4 separate regions of the Mus musculus genome follow, and all the other regions are linked to region 1. The links are chromatin contacts, called in public promoter capture Hi-C maps. All regions are on one chromosome and are shown on one strand. Each heading gives the region's core, a stretch centred on a gene start, on an enhancer-like site or on the middle of the called end of the contact. The rest is flanking DNA. Distances are from core to core; before and after follow the strand shown. Region 1 holds the start of Slc30a10 (solute carrier family 30, member 10). Region 2 holds the start of 1700023G09Rik (a long non-coding RNA gene). Region 3 overlaps Rrp15 (ribosomal RNA processing 15 homolog (S. cerevisiae)). Region 4 overlaps Tgfb2 (transforming growth factor, beta 2).

Evidence for each region. Promoter capture Hi-C pulls out the DNA fragments that hold promoters and counts their contacts.
Region 2: a contact with region 1 is called in a promoter capture Hi-C map of hippocampal neurons, with 5 times the contacts expected there. The contact joins the promoter of 1700023G09Rik here to the promoter of Slc30a10 in region 1. A contact is called at or near these places in 1 of 39 promoter capture datasets (hippocampal neurons) and 1 of 115 datasets of contacts at active chromatin or transcription factors (embryonic stem cells).
Region 3: a promoter capture Hi-C map of hippocampal neurons shows a contact between it and region 1, with 7 times the contacts expected there. The contact joins the enhancer-like site here to the promoter of Slc30a10 in region 1. A contact is called at or near these places in 5 of 39 promoter capture datasets (cranial neural crest, embryonic stem cells, hippocampal neurons and 2 more) and 3 of 115 datasets of contacts at active chromatin or transcription factors (embryonic forebrain, embryonic stem cells and stem cell-derived neural progenitor cells).
Region 4: a promoter capture Hi-C map of liver shows a contact between it and region 1, with 5 times the contacts expected there. The contact joins the enhancer-like site here to the promoter of Slc30a10 in region 1. A contact is called at or near these places in 4 of 39 promoter capture datasets (embryonic stem cells, hippocampal neurons, liver and 1 more) and 1 of 115 datasets of contacts at active chromatin or transcription factors (embryonic forebrain).

The regions. Positions count from the first base shown.
Region 1 is chr1:185,451,814-185,456,914 of GRCm38.p6, reverse strand. Slc30a10 (solute carrier family 30, member 10) reads right to left here and starts at 2,067. Exons shown (of 4, transcript NM_001033286.2): 1 at 1,236-2,067; 2 at 486-563. The coding sequence starts at 1,851. Gm2061 (predicted gene 2061) reads left to right here and starts at 1,347. Exons shown (of 3, transcript NR_040305.1): 1 at 1,347-1,879; 2 at 2,782-2,910.
Region 2 is chr1:186,924,399-186,929,499 of GRCm38.p6, reverse strand. It overlaps 1700023G09Rik (a long non-coding RNA gene), which reads right to left and starts at 2,882. Exons shown (of 4, transcript XR_865834.3): 1 at 2,423-2,882; 2 at 429-504; 3 at 1-77. All of the region lies in intron 1 of Gm39732 (a long non-coding RNA gene), which reads left to right.
Region 3 is chr1:186,720,688-186,725,788 of GRCm38.p6, reverse strand. Rrp15 (ribosomal RNA processing 15 homolog (S. cerevisiae)) reads left to right here. Exons shown (of 5, transcript NM_026041.2): 5 at 4,243-4,703. The coding sequence ends at 4,386. Among named protein-coding and RNA genes, the nearest start is that of Tgfb2, 17 kb to the right of the region's middle. Within about 2 kb of position 2,373, at least 33 of the 459 cell types and tissues checked have an H3K27ac peak or open chromatin away from gene starts, as enhancers often do.
Region 4 is chr1:186,680,584-186,685,684 of GRCm38.p6, reverse strand. All of the region lies in intron 1 of Tgfb2 (transforming growth factor, beta 2), which reads left to right. Among named protein-coding and RNA genes, the nearest start is that of Gm26169, 6.4 kb to the right of the region's middle. Within about 2 kb of position 2,949, at least 33 of the 459 cell types and tissues checked have an H3K27ac peak or open chromatin away from gene starts, as enhancers often do. A contact at or near this core is called in liver, where this site is marked.

The DNA of each region.
Region 1 (5,101 bases), core at 818-3,317:
GGCCAGGATATGTGGGGATCTGAGGAACATGATACATATGTGGAGATGAGGAAAACATGGCACGCATGTGGAGGTCAGGAGAACATGGCATTATTTGGTACTCAGTGGAACTCGGGAGACCATGACAGGGACATCTAGGGATCAGTGGGATATGATACATATGTAGCAATCAAGAGGTTATGACACTGATAGGTGACGCTCATGAGAACATGACACATATGTGTAACTCAGAGGAACATGGCGCTGATCTGGTCAGCCCAGGAACAGGCAGCTTCAGCGTGGCTTAATTAGAGCAAAGATAAATCATTAGCAACCAGCTTCTCCCTCAGAATCAATGCGATGATTAGGCAAGAGGAGAGGGTCATAGTCTGCAGGTAACTGACCCACTTCCCAGCACACTGTTGCTTTCCTAAAAGCAGAAGTACTCACAGCACAGACCCGTGAGTCAGGGAAAGGAGCCGGAGCTAGCCCACAGACAAGCCTACCTCTGATATTGAGTGCTTCAGACTTCTTCTCTTTTTTCGTCGTCTCTTCTGGTTCATTCTCGGTGTTCAGGGAATCACCTGCATTCAAAGAAGAAACCTTGTGTTGTGTATGAGTTCTACAAACAAAAAGAACCAATGATCTCAAAATGCGGTTTTGTTATTTTCAATTCCTCTTAGCATACAGGAGTCCCCCGCTTCTCCTACACTCAGCCCAAATAGGTACCTTTTAACCCAGAGGAAGCCCGAGGTCCACCCTTGGTCTTCACACACACAGCTTTCAAATTAAAAACGGGACAAGGATAAGCCTACACCTATCCCCCAGATCCTCAATACCCAAGAGGCAGGAGATAGCCCTGACACCGATGTCAGGGGAGGAAACATCCAGTTAGCACCGGAGAAGGGGCAGGATAGGAAATGCTCCGTTGCCCAATAGTTAAGAATTGATTTCCAAGATCAATACTGCCACAGGAGAGGGGAAGATAAGGACTACAGGGTCAAGAAGGAGAAAGAGAGGAAAATGGGGCGGGGGAGGGGGGAGAGAAGGCAAGCAAGGAAGGAGAACGAGGAGGGAGGGAAAGATGGAGAATTAAGTGAGAAGAGAAGCGAAGGGACTTTTTGATAAATCAGTCAAGAAAACGAGCCGAAAAAGAGGTAGTGGATGAGTAAAGGGGTCCAGATGCCAGGAGGAGGAGGGAGAATTGAGGGAAGAACAAAGTGCTCCCAGTCCGGAAGGATGCAACCGAAAGGCACCTGCTACATTAGAGAACACGGTCGCGCCCTCCTGCTGCTTTCTTCCGGCCGAGGACCCCCGGAGAGTCACTGCTGTGCCCGAGCCAGGAGCTGTGGCTGTCGCAGCCTCTTGGGGACACCCCAAAGCGCCACGAGGATCCCCCTGGCTTGGCTGCTGCGAAGGGCGGGTCCGGCGACCCCGCGTGCAGCGGGAGAAGCAGGCGCCGCAGTCCTGGAAGATGAGCAGCCCCACCACGTTGACCGCCAGCCCCAGGGCTCCCACGATAAGCACCAGCTCCGGGTCGTCGATGCGCTCGGGCCGCGCAAGGCGCAACACGGCCTCCACGAAGATGGTGAAGCAGAGCGCAGTGAGGAAGACTGCGTTGCTGAGCGCGCCCACCACCTCGGCCCGCACGTAGCCGTAGGTGGCACTGGAGCCGCGGGGACCGCGCCGCGCGATGTAGCCGGAGCCCAGGCCCACGCACAGCGAGATCAGGTCTGACAGCATGTTGAACGAGTCCGAGAGCAGCGCGATGGAGTTGCCCAGGTAACCCGACACCAGCTCGGCCACGAAGAAGGCCGCGGTGAGCACCAGCATGAACAGCAGCCGGCACGTCTTGCCTGAGTAACGGCCCATCTCTACAGCCCGCTGCGCCCCGCAACAGGTTGGCGGGGGGGGTGGGGGGGGCGGTCTGGAGCCCACCTCCTGCTGCAGGCCCGCCCTTACCCGCCCGGACCTTTTATGCTTCCAGCTCGCGCTCGCGGGACCAGAGTCTGCAGGAGTGGCCCCAGAGTCGCAAAGGCCACCTCCCGGGGCCCCTGCCCCTCCTCCCTCGCCGCCCAAGCTTGATTTGGCTGGTGGCCACCAGCCTGTGTCTCCTTCTAGGTCTGGGCTGGAGACCGGAGCTGCTGGGAGGAGGGGCGCATTGGGATGTCAATCTTCTTAAATCTCCACCTCCACCCTCTCTGAGAGAGAGATGCACGGGATGGTCCCGCTCCTCCAACTCCACCCCGCCTTCACCCCTGGGCTACTACAGATCTGTGTATGCCGCTGATAAGGACCTAGGCTGTAGTGGGTGTGCGCACCGCTGCCTACGTGCCCAGATGCGAGTTGCAGGGCAGATTCCATATGAGCTGGTGGAGCCTAGTGCCCTTAAAGGTGTTTCCTGCTTTTCCACTGGTTAAATGGTATCTCATTCCTCCCGTTAACCCCTGTCCCTGAACCCATAGTCAAAACCCTTTATCCTTTCTTCTTCACAAAGGCCACGAATCCTATTACTCCCTTATAGCACAGTATCGCCATCTCCCTTTTAGGGGTCTCTATCTGAGTCGAGCTGTCTACAGAGGAGAGGAAGGCAGGCAGCCCAGGGTGCATGGCTGCCACTGCTATTAGCATTAGTATGGAGCACTGGTATAGCACTCCAAGGCTGGGATTCTTTGTGTCCCTTGGCCATCAAAGAAGCCAGGTTTGGTCTCCTTTCCTAGTCTGTCAGAAAGAATTTCTACTGCCCCTAAAGGTGACCCTATACTCATAGTTCAATTGACCCAATTTTTTTTTTCCAAATAGACCCTGTTCCAAGTGACAATCACTCAAAGGGAACATGTCCTGGACTTGAGAGTCTACACTGCAGCCCCTTCAGAAAGGGTATTTGCTGTTGGTCACTTCGGAGACAGAAGTTGGTAACCATCGACTGAGGTATCGATGTGATAGGCTTTGGTTTGGAGGAATGTGGGTTTGGGGACTTTGGATTTGGAAAGCAGTGGAATGCTCTAAGCGGGGCTCAGTGAGCCATCCTAGCAGGAATATGGAAGACTTTGTTGCTGAGGGTGATTTGAACTGTGGAAGCCTGGCTCTAGAGGTTTCAGAGGAGAAGGATTTTAATATGTGGTGACCTTGGGGCAAGACCACAACAGCTAAGTTTAGGTTCGGGCATGGCAGTACGCCCCTTTAATCCCAGGAGGCAAAGCCAAGCTGATCTCTGAGTTCAAAGTCAGTCTACAGAGCAAGTTCCAGGACAGCCAAGCTTAGGCAGTAAAGGAGTTGGAAAACAGAAATCCGGTGATACTGTAATAGAACAAGGGGGCCATGTTCCAGCCCCAGCAAGCAGCAACTTCAGCACGTGGCTCTGGCTTTAGGGTCAAGAACAGAAGGAACTACTGGGACAATGGATGCTGGTTGACTGTAGCTAAGAAATCAGCAGTGATTAAGAAGAGACCAGCATCACCGAGGTGAAATCGGAGAAGTGTTTCCTGAGAGCACAGAGAAGCTGTGTTCCGGAGGTAGCTAAGGTTGTCTACAAGTTGCCTTGCTCATGGTGTCTGTTCACAGCAGTAAAACCCTAGCTAAGACAAGTGGGGTGTGGATGGGGGAGCCCTGTGCCTCACTCATTTTAGGAAGGGTCTGAAGGCAAAGCACAATAACCGTGTCTCCCCATAAACTTTAACCACCCTCATGGAGAAAATGCACAGGGTTGGAGCTTGGAAATACATTCTATGCCTTCCTCAAAGCAAAGCCAACGAGCAAGGGACAGTGGTGCAGCAAGGGACAGTGGTGCAGCAAGGGACAGTGGTGCAGGCATTTACTCTCAAATGTCCTAGAGGATTGGCTTGAGACTGGAATCCACTAACAAAACACTCAACCTAAAAAAGAATAATACTGATAATTTGGATTGAATTTACTCTTGCCAGCCCTGTACACGCATATAATGTATTGGGATTATTTGCAGTCCCCACCCTCGGGTCTACTTCTCATACCCCGTGAAGCCCCCTCTTCCCTCTGAGCCTTCTCCTGAAAGCATGTCCATTTGTTTAGTTTCTATCACACCGTATTTATCGTGTGTTTGTGTGTGTGTGTGTGTGTGTGTGTGTGTGTGTGTCGGGGAGGGGTGTGCTCTGCGTATGCATGGCACACATGCTACGGCTTACGGGAGGTCAGAGGTCAACTCTGGGGAGCGATGCTCTCACTCCAGCATGGTACTCTCTGGGATTGGATTCAGAGCACCAGGCTTGGTGCCAAACACTTTTATCTGTTGACCCACCTTTCCAAACCACCCACCCTCTTTTTTTTTGTTTTATTTTGTGGCCTACTCTGTTTAATCAGGGTAGCCCATGTCTACCTTCTAGCCCTATTCGTTGTCTGAATCTTGAAGCATGCCTCTATTTTTTCATAGTCTATGAAGGTCCCTATCAATAGTATTAAAATATCCCTGATCAAAAGTCCCTATCTTGTTACTAGATAAATCCCCAAACGCAAGAAACTTAATAATACTCCTCTTTCAGCCAGGCAGATAGCTCATGGCTGTAATCTCAAACCTGTAGGCTGGCCTACAGATAGAGACAGCTTGTCTTAAACAAACAAACAAACAAACAAACAAACGAACGAACATTTCCAGGAGAAATACCCATACACTGAGAATCTAAGGAAATTCTTTTTTAAAAATTAATAAATTATAAATAATATAGAAGAACTACTAAGATAAAGACAATGGCAGTTGTAAGCTATGTGGGCATGAACAAGTCCCTTTCTCGTCTGGGACTGTCAAGGGGAGTGGATGACCATATACTAAGGATTAAACAAATTAATGTGTAAAGTGCTCCAAACAGTACTTCGAATACAGTAAGCACCCAATAAATGCTGTAGTTATGGTGTGGTTAGCAGTAGTCCAGCACACATGTAGTACAATCACTACTAGTCCCCGGAGGAAATGCTAATACACACTAGAGATGTTTCAAGTGCTCTTCCCAGTATACAGCCCATTTTTTCTTCAAACATGGAACCTCTAAAACATTTGACATATGATAGCAATAGTGGGCCTGGGAGTATAGCTCAGTCGCTTAGCACATGCAGGGACCTGGGTTCAAATCCAGACACTGCAAGAAAAAAAAAA
Region 2 (5,101 bases), core at 1,633-4,132, 1.5 Mb before region 1:
CTGATGCTGAAACTCCTTCCAGCGCTGGTTTGCTCTTTTTGATGGAGATTCACCTTTCTAAGCACCTCATCTTCATACTTATGTGAACAGAGAGCAGACAGCTGTTTCCCTACAAGCACCACACTTGGACCCACAGACATGCAAATTAGCTGACACACACTTAGTGCAGTTGCATTTTTATTACATTTACTCACTTCCTAACAAGCCTCCTTGACAGTAGCTGAAGCAAGACCCTCTAAATGTAGCTCTAAATGCGCACTTTAAAAAAAATGAGATTAAAAAAAGACACCTGGAAAGAAACAAACCAGAGTAAGATTTCCTTAGTTCTTAACTTCGAGGCTACCGTGAAAACATTCTTCCAAAATAAATAAAATAGTTTGAAGCTTCAAATCTGTGAAATTTGTCATGATAATCAGCATATGACTTACCTCTGTGTCCCAGGCCGCAGCCAGAGGTCCAGAAGTGCTGGCCCCTAACCAAGCAGCTATTGACAGTTGATGGCTTCTGAAGGAAAAAGAGTTTTCTTTAAGGATATGATGATTCCTGGTAGGTCAGACATACCCCAGGACACGGCTACACAGATAAGAGTATACGGGCAATACAGGTTTTCAGTTCACTTAAAAAACAGGTCTTGAGGTTGGAAAGGAGTAGGGTGTTAGAGGGTGGATCTGGGAGGAGTTAGGGGGTGGTATGTGGGCAAATGTGTTATTAAAATTCATTGTATACATATATGAAATTCCCAAAGAATTATAGATTACATTTTAACAAAGAAAAGTAGACATTCCCTTCCCCTGAAATTGTCAGCCGGGTCACTGTAAGGAGCTAATGACTTTGTTTTGTGTTTCAAGTTGTCATCAGACACAACAAGTCATTGCTTTTCAAATTTCCTCCTAAAAACACTCTTCCCTTTCCACCCTTGACAATGCTGTATTTTAGAAGGAAAGATGCCCCAAAAGACAAGGGCTTTCTTGAAAAGTCTGATACCTAAGCAAGGAAAACGGGGTCCTTGAGGGTGCTGAGGGTGATTGTGTCAGGTTGTGTACCAAGCACTGTCTATGGGGTAAAAACAAGCACTCATGCTTATATAAATATGGTATTTAACAAATGTTTAGGATGCATGTGTGTGTGTGTGTATGTATGTGTATATGTATGTGTGTGTATATATATATACATATATATATATCATAGATTACCCTCTTTATAGTTAAGCATGTACTAAAATTACATGCTTAAAATTATAATTACAAATCTTATTGTTATTAATATTATAATTTAGAAATTTTTTTATTTCTGGATTTCCAACCTCCAGTGGGATAGATTATGAGTTATAATTATATATAATTTTACTAAGTCTGAGACAGGAAGATCATTGCAAGTTCAAACCCAGTCTGGGCTATTCAGTGGGTTACAAGTTAGACTGGACTAGGTTGAAAACCTGTCCCAGAACAAAAGGGAGAGAGGGAAGAAGAAAGAGTAATAGATTTTTCTCCCTAACTCAGTGCAATTAAATGCATCTCTGAGAATAGCAAACAGATTCTGGAGTGACCCATTGGAGAGACAGGGAACATATCTTCAGTCCTGTGGACAATAGAAGCCACATACTTAAAATTCCAATTTAATTGTAGTCTTAATTAACCGGAATTTGAAATTTCACGAACGTTTTCTTTTTTTCCTTATTCTGAGACAGTGCTTTGTGTAGCCCAGGCTGGTTTCCAACTAGTCACGTAGCTATGGACAACCTTAAACCCAGGTCCTCAGGTACCAGCCTCCCTCTTAGGTGCTGGGATTCCAGGCATGTGATGTCATAATCAGTTTGCAGAGTTTAAAATTTCAAAGCTAGTTATCAGAGTAAAGTAATAGACTAACTAACCAGCATTCCTGGTTAGAACTAACCAGGTATAGTCATAGAAAATAGCCACCATTCCAGAGATTATTCTTTTCTTGCCAGGATCTAATGACTCCAGGGCTCTTCTCAGCTTCTGCCCCAGAGAAATAGCCTGGCAGCCGTATAAGCCAGTCACAAGCTTTCCTGATCTGAGTCCATCTGGTCTTATGCAAAAACCACCTCTGTTTCCTGGAATGGTGTAGTCCTGTTATTTTTTTCCCTATGTAATACCCCCCAATAAGATTTTAAGATGAGTTCCTCACAAAATTATGACTATTATATTAAATAAACAGGAATATCATTAAAACCTAAAGAAAGGGGCAGAAGTAATTTCAGTACCAGTCATTTCTTCTTAGTGAATGCTTTATCTAAACGGTCGTTGAACTCTCCTCCTCTCAAATCGAGCTCACTTAAAACTCTAATGTTGGATTTGCTCCCATACCAGGTAGATGCAGTCACTGCCAGCACCAGGCTGGGCTTCCTGCATTTACCCATCACTTCACAGACCACCTCACATCATCCTCACAGCCTTCACACCTCCAATCCCAAAGTCTCTCTCTGTGCTACAGCCGAACACCTTGGGAATTCTTTTGATCTGCATCTGTCTAATAATCTCATCTCCATGCGCAGAAAGCACTGGAAGTTTGCTGTCCGTCCTCCAGGTTAAGGTTGTCCGCTCTTCAAAGAAATTTAAGATCATCAAAGCCTCTTGGAGAGCAAAGCGCTCCACTGGTTTGAGTAAAACTGACATCACAATAGTTCACCAAAGAGCTGTGGGTCCTCCCACAGCAGTGTGCGCGTGATGAGCTCCGGGACCCCCTCAAGCCCCAGGGTTCCTTCCACACAGCTGCTGGAGGAATAACAGCCACCAACATCCCACAACATCAAGGCAACAGCAGCGCTGAAATGGAATGTACAGTTAAATAAAACCCAAACTCCAGATCCCTTCTCTGAAAGGGCCTAATTTCTTTCCCCTCTTGGAGTGGCTTTGAAACAGGGCTCGTTCTACAGGCAAGAAGAGTCTTTGTTCACTGATTGCTTGTGATGTAATTAGCTGATGGTCAGGCTCCTGCATATTTTGTGTGAACAGGACAACAATGTGTGTGTGTGTGTGTGTGTGTGTGTGTGTGTGTGTAAGAGGCTTAGCCAATCTGGAAATCTTTTGAATTTTAAGACACAATTAGTCTGAGTCATTACAATAGCAGCAGGAGAAAGCAGCAAGGCCAGCCACTTCGTTGTGAGTCAGGAATTTTTACCTCAGGAAATGAGAATGCTGCTCTTCTCTTCTCACTTGTAGCAGTGGGAAAAAGAGTCTGAATTGAGTGATTTTAGACCCAGAAAGCTGCTGTTTAGAATTCCCAGCTCTCCTTAAGCCAGGGTCTACAAGCTGAATGTTGGTTTCCAAGAGATTTTTAGTTGACTTTTTTTTTTTTCCTCTGTGACTTTGGATGTTATTTTGATGACAGATTATCAAAACACTAAAATCTATGTTAGAAACATCACTAGCAATGAGGAAAAATAAAAGGGGGAAATAGACCTTGGTCATGACTGTTAAACAGAGAGAATATTGAAAACCTCTTTTTTTTTTTTTTTTTTTTTGGAAGAAAACAAAAGGCCAAGCTGCATATGTTTACTAAGTTTGCTATGACATTAGAGTGACTTTTGAATTTCATGTTGACAGGAACTAAGCTGTTCAGTTACTGCCATCTTATGTCTCAGACTTCTCCGTGCATGGCCTCTGGTTTGTGCCTCTCAGATTTCTAGAGACCCAGAAGAGAGCTTTGAATATCTTGTGAGTTCATCCACAATGATTCCCCTCTCTCTCTCTCCCCCCACCCCCCCCACCCTGAGTGTGTGTGTGTGTGTGTGTGTGTGTGTGTGTGTGTAGGACAGTGGGTTTGATTAAGGAGAAGCACCCTCCCTGGCTTTCCCAGATCACATCCATCACGTTGATCAGCCCCCGAAAGGCAACATATTGTCTGGGACCGGGCCAAGGAGGGATATCAATTTCACAATTGCACTTACGTCGTTCAGCCAGGAACCGGTTTATTTTTGGCTAGTGCAGTCTGAGACCCACTTTGGAAGCTTCATTCACAGGTTCTCGCTTTCTGCCAGCTTCTTGGGAACTTTCTCTTTAGTCAAACAGAGGCGTCTCTTTGCAAAGCAAATTCGCCCCCTGTGTGCCAGTCTGGAACCAGACATCTTCCATAAGTCATGTTTTATATTTTAAGAGTTCTGAGAGTTTTTCCTCTTCTATTATTAATTCTTTTACAAAGAGAGATTTTTATCAAGGAAAAGGGATTCCTTTCAAACATAGATCTAAGAAAAAGCCATGGTGGGTAGCAATATTATTTGAGGAAAGTTTTTTAAAAGCAACAATTGTATCAAGAATTTGTGACATCAGCTAATAGCAACGACAGTGATAAAATATCATTTATGCTGTTAAGAAGCCAGCCCTATTGAGGCGCATGGCTTTTGCTGTCTGGCATCTAAGTGTCTAAATGTCTTTTTAAATGATTTTTTAATATTGTATGTTGAGAAGTAACAGAGTTACATATTGTGGTTCAGGTCCTTGTCAACATTTAACACAGATGGTTCACAGCACTCTGACCATGGTCACTACTTGTATGTTTTCCCCTTTAAAACACATAGCCCGTTAATTCATTTACTGTGCTAGTTTTTCTTACTGGACAATTTCTCACCCTTTGTAGTCACTGCTCTTGCCTGGAATTTTGCCTGATCAGGAAAAGTATGCTCACAAGGGAGAAAATTATGTGGATTATTAAAGCAACTATTTGAGGGAGGGAGGGAAGAAGGGAGGGAGGGAGGGAGAGAAAGAGAGAGAGAGATCTTTGGAATATCTCGAGTTTTAGTGAATTGTCACAAGTAACTCAAGTTTAGTGTGTCATTTGTGTTTTGTGAATTATATAACAAATTACAGAAATAAATTAAGTAACTTCCTAAAATATGCACCTGTTTCGTTCTAATAGTCGAAAAAATTTTAGTGTTAAACTTCAAATGCCAAATAATACTTTTTTTCTCAGAGTTACATTCTGATAGATAAGTGCTTAGTGGTGGCACTGATAGTAAATACGATTAAGTAACTATTTATTAAACAAATATTTGTGAGGCATATGTATCAGGCTTAATGGTGAGTGTGATACTATTCTTTCGGCTTTAAAATATCCTCCCGGGGTAGATTTAGTACTAGCTGCA
Region 3 (5,101 bases), core at 1,124-3,623, 1.3 Mb before region 1:
AGGCTGGCTGTGTTCATGATCTTATTGCTTTAGCTTCCCAGGTGTTGGGAGCATGGGCAGTATCACCATGCCCATCACAAAAATCTGGAAACCGTACAAGGAATTAGCAAAAACAAAGCCCCAGTGAACTTAGTGTCTAGACTCTTCCCATACAAAAAATAGACAAATTACAGCCGGACTGAAACGTGAAAGGGAGTCCCTGTTAGGACACTTGGTGTCACTTGTCACCGTGAGGACACTTGGTGTCACTTGGGCTCTCTGAGGACCAGGGAGAACTGACACTGTGCTGCTCTGCTTGTCCTGAAGCCTCCATCTTTTGGATGGGAACCCTTGTGCTTTCCTGAGGGAGGCCTCAGCTCTTCTCACCAGCGAGGTGGTGGGATACCCTGCATGATTAGCAGCTACTGTTGTTCCCTTCCACAACTGTAGTTGAAAATAGTTTGCTATTGATAATCAGCCAGCACTAAAACTGTTTAGCTAAAATTAAAGTAAAACTCAGTGTTATTAGACAAATCAATTGAGATAAACACATTGATCACTGCTAAGCCTAAGATGTGGCCATTCTTTTAGGGTTTGACTTTTCTTCCTTCAAAATCGAGTGAGAGCAAACTGTTTAATTATTTGCTGTTGAATTAATAACTTCAGGTCTTCATCCTTAGCATTCCTTAGACACCAATGTGTCTGAACTTAAATGGTTAGCACTCTAAGAGCTGTCTTCATCTTCAAAATGTACACCGATTGCATCTGCATGATCTTGATTGAATATCTGTCTAAGAGCAGGCCACTGGGGATACCTTGCATCATGTAGTGTTATTTGCTGCTCTTGTGCACAGACACATGTGTGTGTACAATGCTCTAGCCTACATGTGTGTGTAAGCTAGAGATGGATGAGGAATGCTTTCCTCTCTAGCAGACAGCGGGGTCCTCTTGTCTTTCCCTTGCAGCGCTAAGACCATAGGCTGGGACTCAGGTCCTTCTGCTCGCATGGTTAGTACTGAGCCATTTGACCGACCCTACTCCGTTTTCCTTTTCAGTTAGTGTAAGCATGAAGGGTTTAGAGACACGTTGCTGTAGGCCATCTAATCAGTACAGCCTCACATCACGGCCTGACATGGTCTGGACAGCAGGTGGGGATGCAGTGCTGTAGGTTAGACCTCCAATATCCCTGTGCCTGGGGTTGTTGTATTAACTTGTGATTATCTGGTTTATCTTCATTGTGGATGCTCTAAGCCGTATGCTCGGTGGTAAGATTGCTTATGAAGCAATCCAGTAGATCGACTTGCAGAAGAACAGTGTAATCTGCTTAGTTTAGGACTTCTGTGGAAGTTAGGTCTAAGGGATGTAGCTTAGCCTGCAGAGTACTTGACCAGCATGCACAAATGCCTGGGGCTTAGCCTCAGCACGGTGTGAACCATGTGTGCTGCTGCAGTTCGTGCCTGTAACCCACAGGCAGTGGTAGAAGCAGGAAGATAGATCAGAAGGTCTGGCCCAGTCTTGTTTCACAGTTAAGTTTGAAGCCGGCATGGAATACAGGAGACAATTGTACACCATTTTCTGTGTATTTTAGCGTTAGTTCTGCTGGGTTGTTGATGGGAGGTAACAGGTAGTAGAGCAGCGTGTGTAAGAGATGTGGATTTTGGCCTGTGCTTCAGGGCTGACTTGCTCATGAATGCTTGAACAAAGGCTTCATGTCCTGAGCCCTCGTTCCCTTTCGTCATATGGAGTGATATTCCCACCTGGCAGGCACTCAGAGAGTCAGAAATGTGGTGCTGCAGAGGGTCTAGCCAGCACACACCGACTCAGTAATACAGCAAAGACAGCCACAACAGGCAGGCAGGGTCATCATGATAAAATGTAAGTAATAGGACCAGCAGGGCTCCTTGACAGATGCTCTTGAGAAACTTAGAGGGAATCTGGGACTGTAAATGACAGTGTAGCCATCTGGTTTTGTTTGTCTCTTGTTTTGCTGTCCTGCCTTGTAAGGTCTCTTTGCACTCATGTAGTCTTGGAAGTCACATTTCACCCCAGACTCACTTATTTTAGTACAAAGCTAGGGTTTGGTGCTCTTTGCCACTGAGCAGCGTATAAGCCAGGGTCTCCACACTTTCCTATATTCCTACTGAGGTATTCTTTATAGAAGCCTCCATTCTCTGCGGGGATCCATCGCCCCTCAGGGTGTCCCTGTGACCATTCTGCTATTTAAATGCATTGCTGTGCCATCCGAGGTTGCTCCCATATTAGCTAGCACCCGAGTGTCCTGGTTCTTGTACCGTGTCTCCATTCACTCTTACTGGTTGTGTCAGTGCTGGCAGGAAGGTTGTGGCTTGGTGATGGGATCTTCTGCCTGCTTGTGCCCTGTGAAGTCACTGCTGTACTGCATTCCATAGGCCTGGCATGAGGTTGTTCTGGAACTTTCCTTCACGCTGAGCCTGGAGACTTTCTTCTCCCTTGGCTGTCTCTTCTGCACTGCAGTTAAGGAGCCTCCTGAACGGGTTCTACTTCACACTGTCTTCTATTGTCTGTCTGTTTTCCTGTGTGATTGTCTCAGTTTTACCTTCTCACCTGCCTCCCTTCTCCTCAGCTTCACTCCAGGTTGGCCATCCTTGATGTCTAATGGGTGCTTTAAAACCAAAGTGAACCTGAATTCCAGGCTGAGAGTTCCTTGCCTAGTCCATTAGGCCAAACCTGCTGTATTTTATTTAAACAAGAATTTTAGCTATTCAAATTACAGACTATGAAGTATGCTTAAACTGTCATAATTTCGAAAGCCCTCAGACTATCTGGAGTACCAATCTATTTATTGTTCCTGATTCTCAAAGACTGAGCAATCTTGTTTCACTGCCTTTTATAATTCTAAATTGTATTGTTGATAAATTTAAAACCCAAACCAAAAAAAACTGAATTGAAACCAGGTCATGATGGCTCATTTTTATAATCCCAGCACTCAGGAGGCTAAGGCAGAATTGCTGCGCGTTGAAGTCCAGCTTGGGCAACATACAGTAATGAGTCGTAGTCTAACATGGTTTGCAGTATGAGACCCTATTTCAAATTACTACTTTAATCAAAAGCTTTGAGCAGTTAAGTTGGCCAGCCTGCTGTAATTGTTGGTCCTGAGTGCCAGCAAGAGCATGGGGTTGAGTCAGAAAACCTGGAATAGCTGTGGAGCTTCCGCTCCAGAGAGTCCAGCAGTCAGTGGGGAACAGGGCCCGGCCACTCACCTGACAAGCATTCCACTGTCGTGGTCTCACACCACACGAGTGTTTCTAGTCCCCAGTGCTGGTTCCACTGCAGCCGGTGTCGATACGTGAACTACTAAGTCAGCTCCCAGTCTATGCAGTTGTCTGCCTCCCTGGCTCCCGGCTGTTCTGGGTGCAAGCTGTGATTTAGTTTTTTATCCCACAAAGGCAGAAGCGGTCCATTTTTCCTCTTAATACATAAATAGGTTCCTAAAAAATAAACAAGCTGTAGCACAGTTATGTAATTAGCTTGTGAAACCTTGCGGACATTTTGGTGTCTTTTTAAAAAATGCTTGCTACATAGACACAGCCCCCAGATGGGATAGATTTGCAGACTACCTGTGGTTGTGAGAACAGGACTTGGTTTTGGTCACGTCAGTGTTGCAGTACACACGACTGCCACACGGTGGTGCTGTTGTTCCACAAAGGAAGGCGTGTGTCCTTAGCTCCAGGTCTTACCCCGTGGCTGCGTGGAATGACTTGTCTCCTGAGTTTGTTGCTTGCTTCAGTTACTTCTAACTCCTGGGCTTTATTAGTTCCCGACTCCGTGACTGTGTCAGGCAGTGAGACCTTGTATGTCCGCGCTGCTACAGACTCTGGAAGAGGCACTGTCTCAAGCAGCTGCACAGTGCCAGTTAGCTTCTCGCTTCAGTGCGCTTGGGGTTAAACTTTAGGCTCCATTAAAGTCACTGCCAAGGATTTTCTAATAAGGTACCACCAAAGGTTAATTAATGTTGTCCAAATATTTTTAAAAGTGATGCCAAATCTGTATTTTCCCCAACTCTAAATTATTTTGCTTTTATGTTTCATTGGTAGAATTGAAATTTTTTCTTTACTCTGTATTTGTATATACATGAGCACAGAATATAAAATCAATTTTATATTATTTTGGTTTTATCTCATTTCAAAGTACATATTGAAAAGTTTGTTTTGAAGTATATAATTTTTAAATTTTCTTTATGGTTAAATTGATTTGTGAATGTTTTGGTTCTGTGATTTTTCTTAGACTGAAGTGAAATCAGAAGAGAGCCCAGGGTGGAAGATTCTGCGAGATGATTTCATGATGGGAGCCAGCATGAAGGACTGGGACAAGGAGAGCGAGGGCGAGGAGCCTGCTGGTGGCAGGGCAGAGGCCGCAGCCAGCCGTTGAGCGGCAGACGGGAGCATCCAGCTCCGCTGCAAATGACCCGACGGTTGGGAGCCTGCGCATGGCCATCTGCCAAATGCTAGGACTTCCTGAGAACCTGTGCTCTAGGGTTCCTCAGGTGCAGACTGTATTAAAGCTGTATTTTTAATTCTTACAGAAATTTAACCTGTTTTTCTAAAATATTTGTACAGAGAAATATTTTTTTTCTTGAGCAGTAAACTGCAATTTTCTAGGATCCTTTGCTGTGGACACATGCCCATCATCCATCAGGGTTTCTAAAGTGCGGTCCCATTTATAATTAAAGTGAATTTGATATGAAATCTCTGCTTCCCTGCTCAGATCCATAGATCTGTCTGTCACGGAGGGTGGGTGATTGGTGCCGTTGGTTTGTGTGGCTAAGCCTTTAAGAAAAAGGTACATAAAATTTCAAATTGTTATCTTTTCTATTTTAGTTCTAGAAAACCAGTGAAGCTGTGTGATTTCCTCCACTATTTCTGTGAAACTTGGCTCCAGTTACCAAGTCTGTAAGGGAAGTAGGTATTGAGCGTGACGCGCTCTCATGAGAAGGACCCGTCTCTCTCCATCTTTCCATGAAGGGAGCCCTGCGACCACCCATGGCACACACTTGGATCTGCTCTACACTGAGGCCCAACCCTGCCCCTGGGTTGGAGCAGGAGGTTTATGTTTTCAGGCCAAATCAAGGGCTATAAATGTTCCA
Region 4 (5,101 bases), core at 1,700-4,199, 1.2 Mb before region 1:
TGGAGCACAGAGTAGTAGCCCAGGTAGAAGCAGAAAGTCCAGCAAGATCTTTGTAAGGCATGGGAGGGAGACCTTCCAAGGACACTCCCATGTAAATCTGTACCATAATGATATTTGTGTGCACAGGCTCATGCGCCATGAACATTCGTGTATGTGTGAGGGGAAGCCATCGTTATTTTGGTGTAGGGTGGCAGGAGGAGTGGACAGGTACCACAGATGTGCATGTGGTCAATGTAGAAGTCAGTTCTCTCTCTTTGGCTGTGTGGGACTCAGGTTGCCCGGCTTGGCTGTGGGGACCTTTACCTATTGTGCCATCTCACTGTCCCTGATTGCTTTTAATTAGTAATTCTGAGTAATCAGTAACTCACTTCTTTCTCCTCTGACCAGAAACTATCCCGGCATTCTTCCCTCTGTATAGGAAAACATCTCCCAAAACCTCCCATCCTGGACTGACAAACTTGAAAAGGCAGCTTTTGGAGGAGTGCATGCTTGTTGTAACGTTCAGTAATAGTCTCCTTTGACTCAGTGGCCAAGAACACAGATCACTCATAGGTGACCATGCCTTAGCCTCCAAGGATGATAGTCTGCCTTTCACTGTGCAAAGCAGACAGCCAGTCTCCCAAATCTTTGGGTCTGCCCAGCTTAGCCCAATAGAAGAAAATAAACCGAGAATGCCTTTCTTTAAGTATTAAAGTCAGTTCTTAAAGCAGGGATCATGTAAATCACTCAAAAAGATTTCTGTTGGGCCAGATTTGGTGTCTAATTCAAGCTCTGAGCACAAAGGCTTCACACTCGGAGGTTGATTTCATTCCTTTATCTGAACAAGAAAGATCAATGGAGTCTACAGATGGCCAGTGTAGGAGTATAGCATAGACTCTATTCTCGTTTCTTCTCTATTGCTCTAACAACACCATGGCCAAAAGCAACGTGGGGGATGAAAGGGTTTATTTGGCTTTCAGGTAACAATCCATCATTGAGGGTAGACAGGACGAGAACCCAAGGCAGGAAGTAGAATCAGAAATGATGAAGGAAGGCTGCTTCGCCAGCTCCTGTTTAGCTAGTCTTCTTATTCAGTCCAGGACGACCTACAGATAGTGCCGCCCACAGTGGGCTGGGCCCTCCTACATCAATCAACAGTCAAAGCAATAGCTTATAGACTTTCCTGTTTGGTCCAAGTGTTTCTTCACCTGAGCTTCTCCTCTCAAATGACTCTAGGCTGTGTCTAGTTGACAGGGTTAACTAGTACAGACCCTACTTTCAGGGAATCTACAACTTAGTAAGGAACTTAGGCAGTCCAAACCCAACATCCAAACAAAAGCCACCACTATGTGATTGATTTCAAGCAAGGCATCCCAGAGGCCAAAAGTGTTGCTTAACAATGGCTTAGGGAGATAAAGGACAGCTTCGAGAGGGGGATGGGACCCAGAACCTGGAAGATGACCTTTGAGATTGTACTTTGTAGTTTGGCCATCTGGCAGCAACAGGAAGTGTCTTATGTTTTCTGGAAACAGATTTATCCTTTCTGGTGAACTTGTATGACAAAAGTCAGGAAGCGGCCATCCAGGAAAACTTCCCAGGGTCTTTGAAAAATTTGAAGTGTGTCTACAAGAGCCGCTCCTCTTGTAAGTCTTGAAAGACTGAGGCTGGAGGATAGAATTAAAGGGTTATACGAAGGGCTTGCTTTTCAAAGTTGGTTCATTGAGAAGATGTATTTAGCCTAATAATTGGAGACATGCACAATGCTGTGCTATGGTAGTTTGGACTCTGTGAAATACAGTATCATTCTTAAGATCAAGGTCAACCTGGGAAGCTCTGCTGTCAATCCCAGTGGCCAACAGTAAATGTGTATCTGTTACTCGTATTGTTTTAGTATGCCTTCCGAGCCAGCTATACCATGCTCCGGAAGATCTCCATTCAGGGACTCTGTCTTAGGCATGGTGACAGTCCCTACCCGTATTGCACAAGTCACATGGCCAAGACTGACTTTAGTAGCATTAGGAAAGGGCACAGAGAGAGGATGAGGAATGTGAGGACTGGCCCACAGAAGAGTGTAGCCAACATTTTAAACAAATGACACTGTCTATCATAGGGTAGGTAGTGGAGTTGGCAAAGAGAGGTGCTTTCACCAGGCTTGAAATTTTTCTATATTGTCGATATGAACTCGGTCCACACTGTGTCTGTACAGCTTTGGAAAGTGAGTGACTTGATGTTACAAAGATAGACATACATGTCACTTGCCTTTATTTTCATAATGGCTTGTCCCCTCAGTGAAGACACATGTTTCTGGTATCAGAGGCATGGTTGGAAGAATGCTGAAATAGGCTTACCCCCAAAGCAGTGACCTCCCTCACCTTAGGGTCCTAAATTGTTGTCCTAGTTCTGACACGCCCAGAGGTGTCTGTAGTAGAGGTTGTCCACAGCTAGGATTCTGGCTAATCATCTTTGAGGCTCTGAGGCTCTGAGTCTCTGAGTCTCTAGCAGTTTGTGAGAGGGAACCAGATCTGTTCCTTGTATATCTTATGCGAACGTCATTCTGGCTTAAGCCTCCTGTATCATGTTATTCTCTAGAACTTTGGTCTCCTGATAGTGACACTTCAGGTACAGATTTTAGAGTCAGGCTCTCGCCTGCTGTACTCAGTGAGCAAACTGGAAAGTAAGTAGCTCTGGCTTGAAAGGGCTGCTGCTGTGTGATTCCCCACTGCCATGACAGCTCTCTGCTCTGAGGACCCCCGAGTGAGCAAGGTAGCATATGTCATAGGAGTTCATAAATAACCATCGGCACAGCCTATTCTTAGTAGCAACAGATGCTAAGCTTTTCCAGCCTGCTCTCGGGGGTCAATGGTGGGAAGGAGAAGAAAAAAATGAAAGCATTGTTTTGCACACGGCTGGACATCTGTATTTCTGAATTGCCCTGTTGTGTGTATGATGCAATGGCCGGAGCCGGTCTGCTGAATGTGAACTTTGTCCACCGACTGGAGTCTAAATTGGTTTTGGATCCTTCTGAAATCTAAATGGTCAGAGCATATTTTTCTAATATTCAGTTGGATTGTGTCTTTGCTCCAGAGTGGAGCTGACTCCATCTGTGCTCACAGCAGCAGCAGCAGGGGTCCTTCTAGTCCAAGTTGCTTGTTTTCCCAAGACTGACTGCTACTGACTTTATCCATTGTCCTTATCTGGGGAACCTTGGAGGTGGCCCCCAGAGGATCTGAGACTGTGGTGACTTCAAGGGTCATCAACTCTAGTAGCATTCATTGTTAGGAAGCAGAGGAGTTTGTTGTTCAGACACTGGGCAAGGTGAATCACCAGCATGGCTACCTACAGGTGTTCTGACTCTGTCTGAGCTCCACAAAGAAAAGCACTCATGTCCTGGCATGGTAGCGCTAGTTCAGAGTTCAAGCCCCCATTGTGCCTCCAAGTCAACTGGGAAGCCTACATCACCTGTGCTACAGACAGACCAACTGCAGAAGTACTGACCCAGTCATCTGTGGAGGGTCCTAGAATCTTTAGCTTTCAAAAGGCTGTCTAGGTGGTCTGGGAACCTGTTTGTGGGGAATACCTATTGCTTATAATAAATCCTTGTGGTTCTGCCTAGCTATTTTGTTATATTTTGAGGGATCTAGGATGGGAGTGTTGATTGGCGGAGAGAGTGGATTCTGACATTACTAATATTATAAAGGCAGGACATAGCACAGGCTGTAAAGGGTTTACATGAGGGTTCCAGTTTCATCTCCAGAACCCACATAAAAAAGCCAGTTCTGTGCTATGTGCTTATAATCCTAGCTTTGGAGTCAGTGGTGGGGCTAGGAAACTTAGTACTTGAGTTTGCAAGGGCTGGGAGAAGAGAAGCAACCCCTACACTCACTGTAGCCAACTCAGCCTGCTAGGTGAGTTCTTGGCCGGTGAGAGAACTTACTTGTGTCAAATAGAAACATGGACAGCAAGCGAGGAATGACGCCCAGGTTGTCTTCTCCTTTCTACCTGCTAATACATACATGTGCACCCACAGATACATGAAGATACACGGCCAGGTACACACCTATACACACAACAAGCAAAACTCTGAATGATGTTGCTAATAGTAGCTAATTAGTTGGGTCCTGGGCTAATTAATGTCTGTTTTGGCCCTATATGTGACCACGGTTATTCAGTTTTATAGGCAGGAAGTATGGCTTACAGATATCCCCTGTCATTTTCCCATAGTCACCCAGATGATAGATGGCAGAGGCAGAGCATGAACTCGGGCTGTTGTCTGACTCAAGAGGCAGCTCTCCCTTAAGGGATACAGCTTTAAGTTTAAGTGAGATTTTATTTGTAGGAATGAGATGACAGAGAGACAGACTCGGAGGCCTGGGAGCCATGTGTGTCTTGTGTACAAGGAAGTCGCTATTTTCCAGGAAAGGGAAAGATGTGTTCTTTTTCTTCTTTTCGGTTTCTTAGCTACAGTATATCTCTCTTAGAAGCTTGTGACAGACGTCCATGGATTCAAACACAGACATCAGGGTGAAGCAGGGGCTCATGTGTTTCCTTTGAAGAGCAAAAACTAATTTTTTTTTTCCTGCACATGAGATGCATGACAAGTGTGTTATCGTTCTCCCTACATTGGTCAATAATTATGGTGTACAATATACAGTCCTTATAGTTGTGTAGACAATGGTGATGGTTTTTTTTTTTGTTTGTTTGTTTGTTTTATTTTGTTTTCTCCTTGTTTTGTTTTCAGCCTGGCGAATTTCAGCACTCCGCACTTGCATAAAGAGTGCATTGATTCTCTAACACTTACTGCTGAAAGATTAGCATCCTATCAGCACCAGTAGGATCAACCAGTAGGTCTCAAAAATTTCCATAGCCATTTCTGCCAAGCCGGTCAATCCCCACACATGGGAAGGAATGCGGCAGATTCGGGAGCCCAATAAATATTTGTTAAATGAGACAGGGACTGAGTTTTTTTGCAAGTGTGCACCATAATCCTTGCAAGGCACTGTGCATCATGGTGAGGGCTTCTGAAAAAGAGAGAGAGAAGGCAGGCTTTAGTCACAGGATGCCTGAATTTCTCCCTGAGTGGCAGACTGGCCAGCTCCTACTTGCCTACCTGGAGGAACACTGT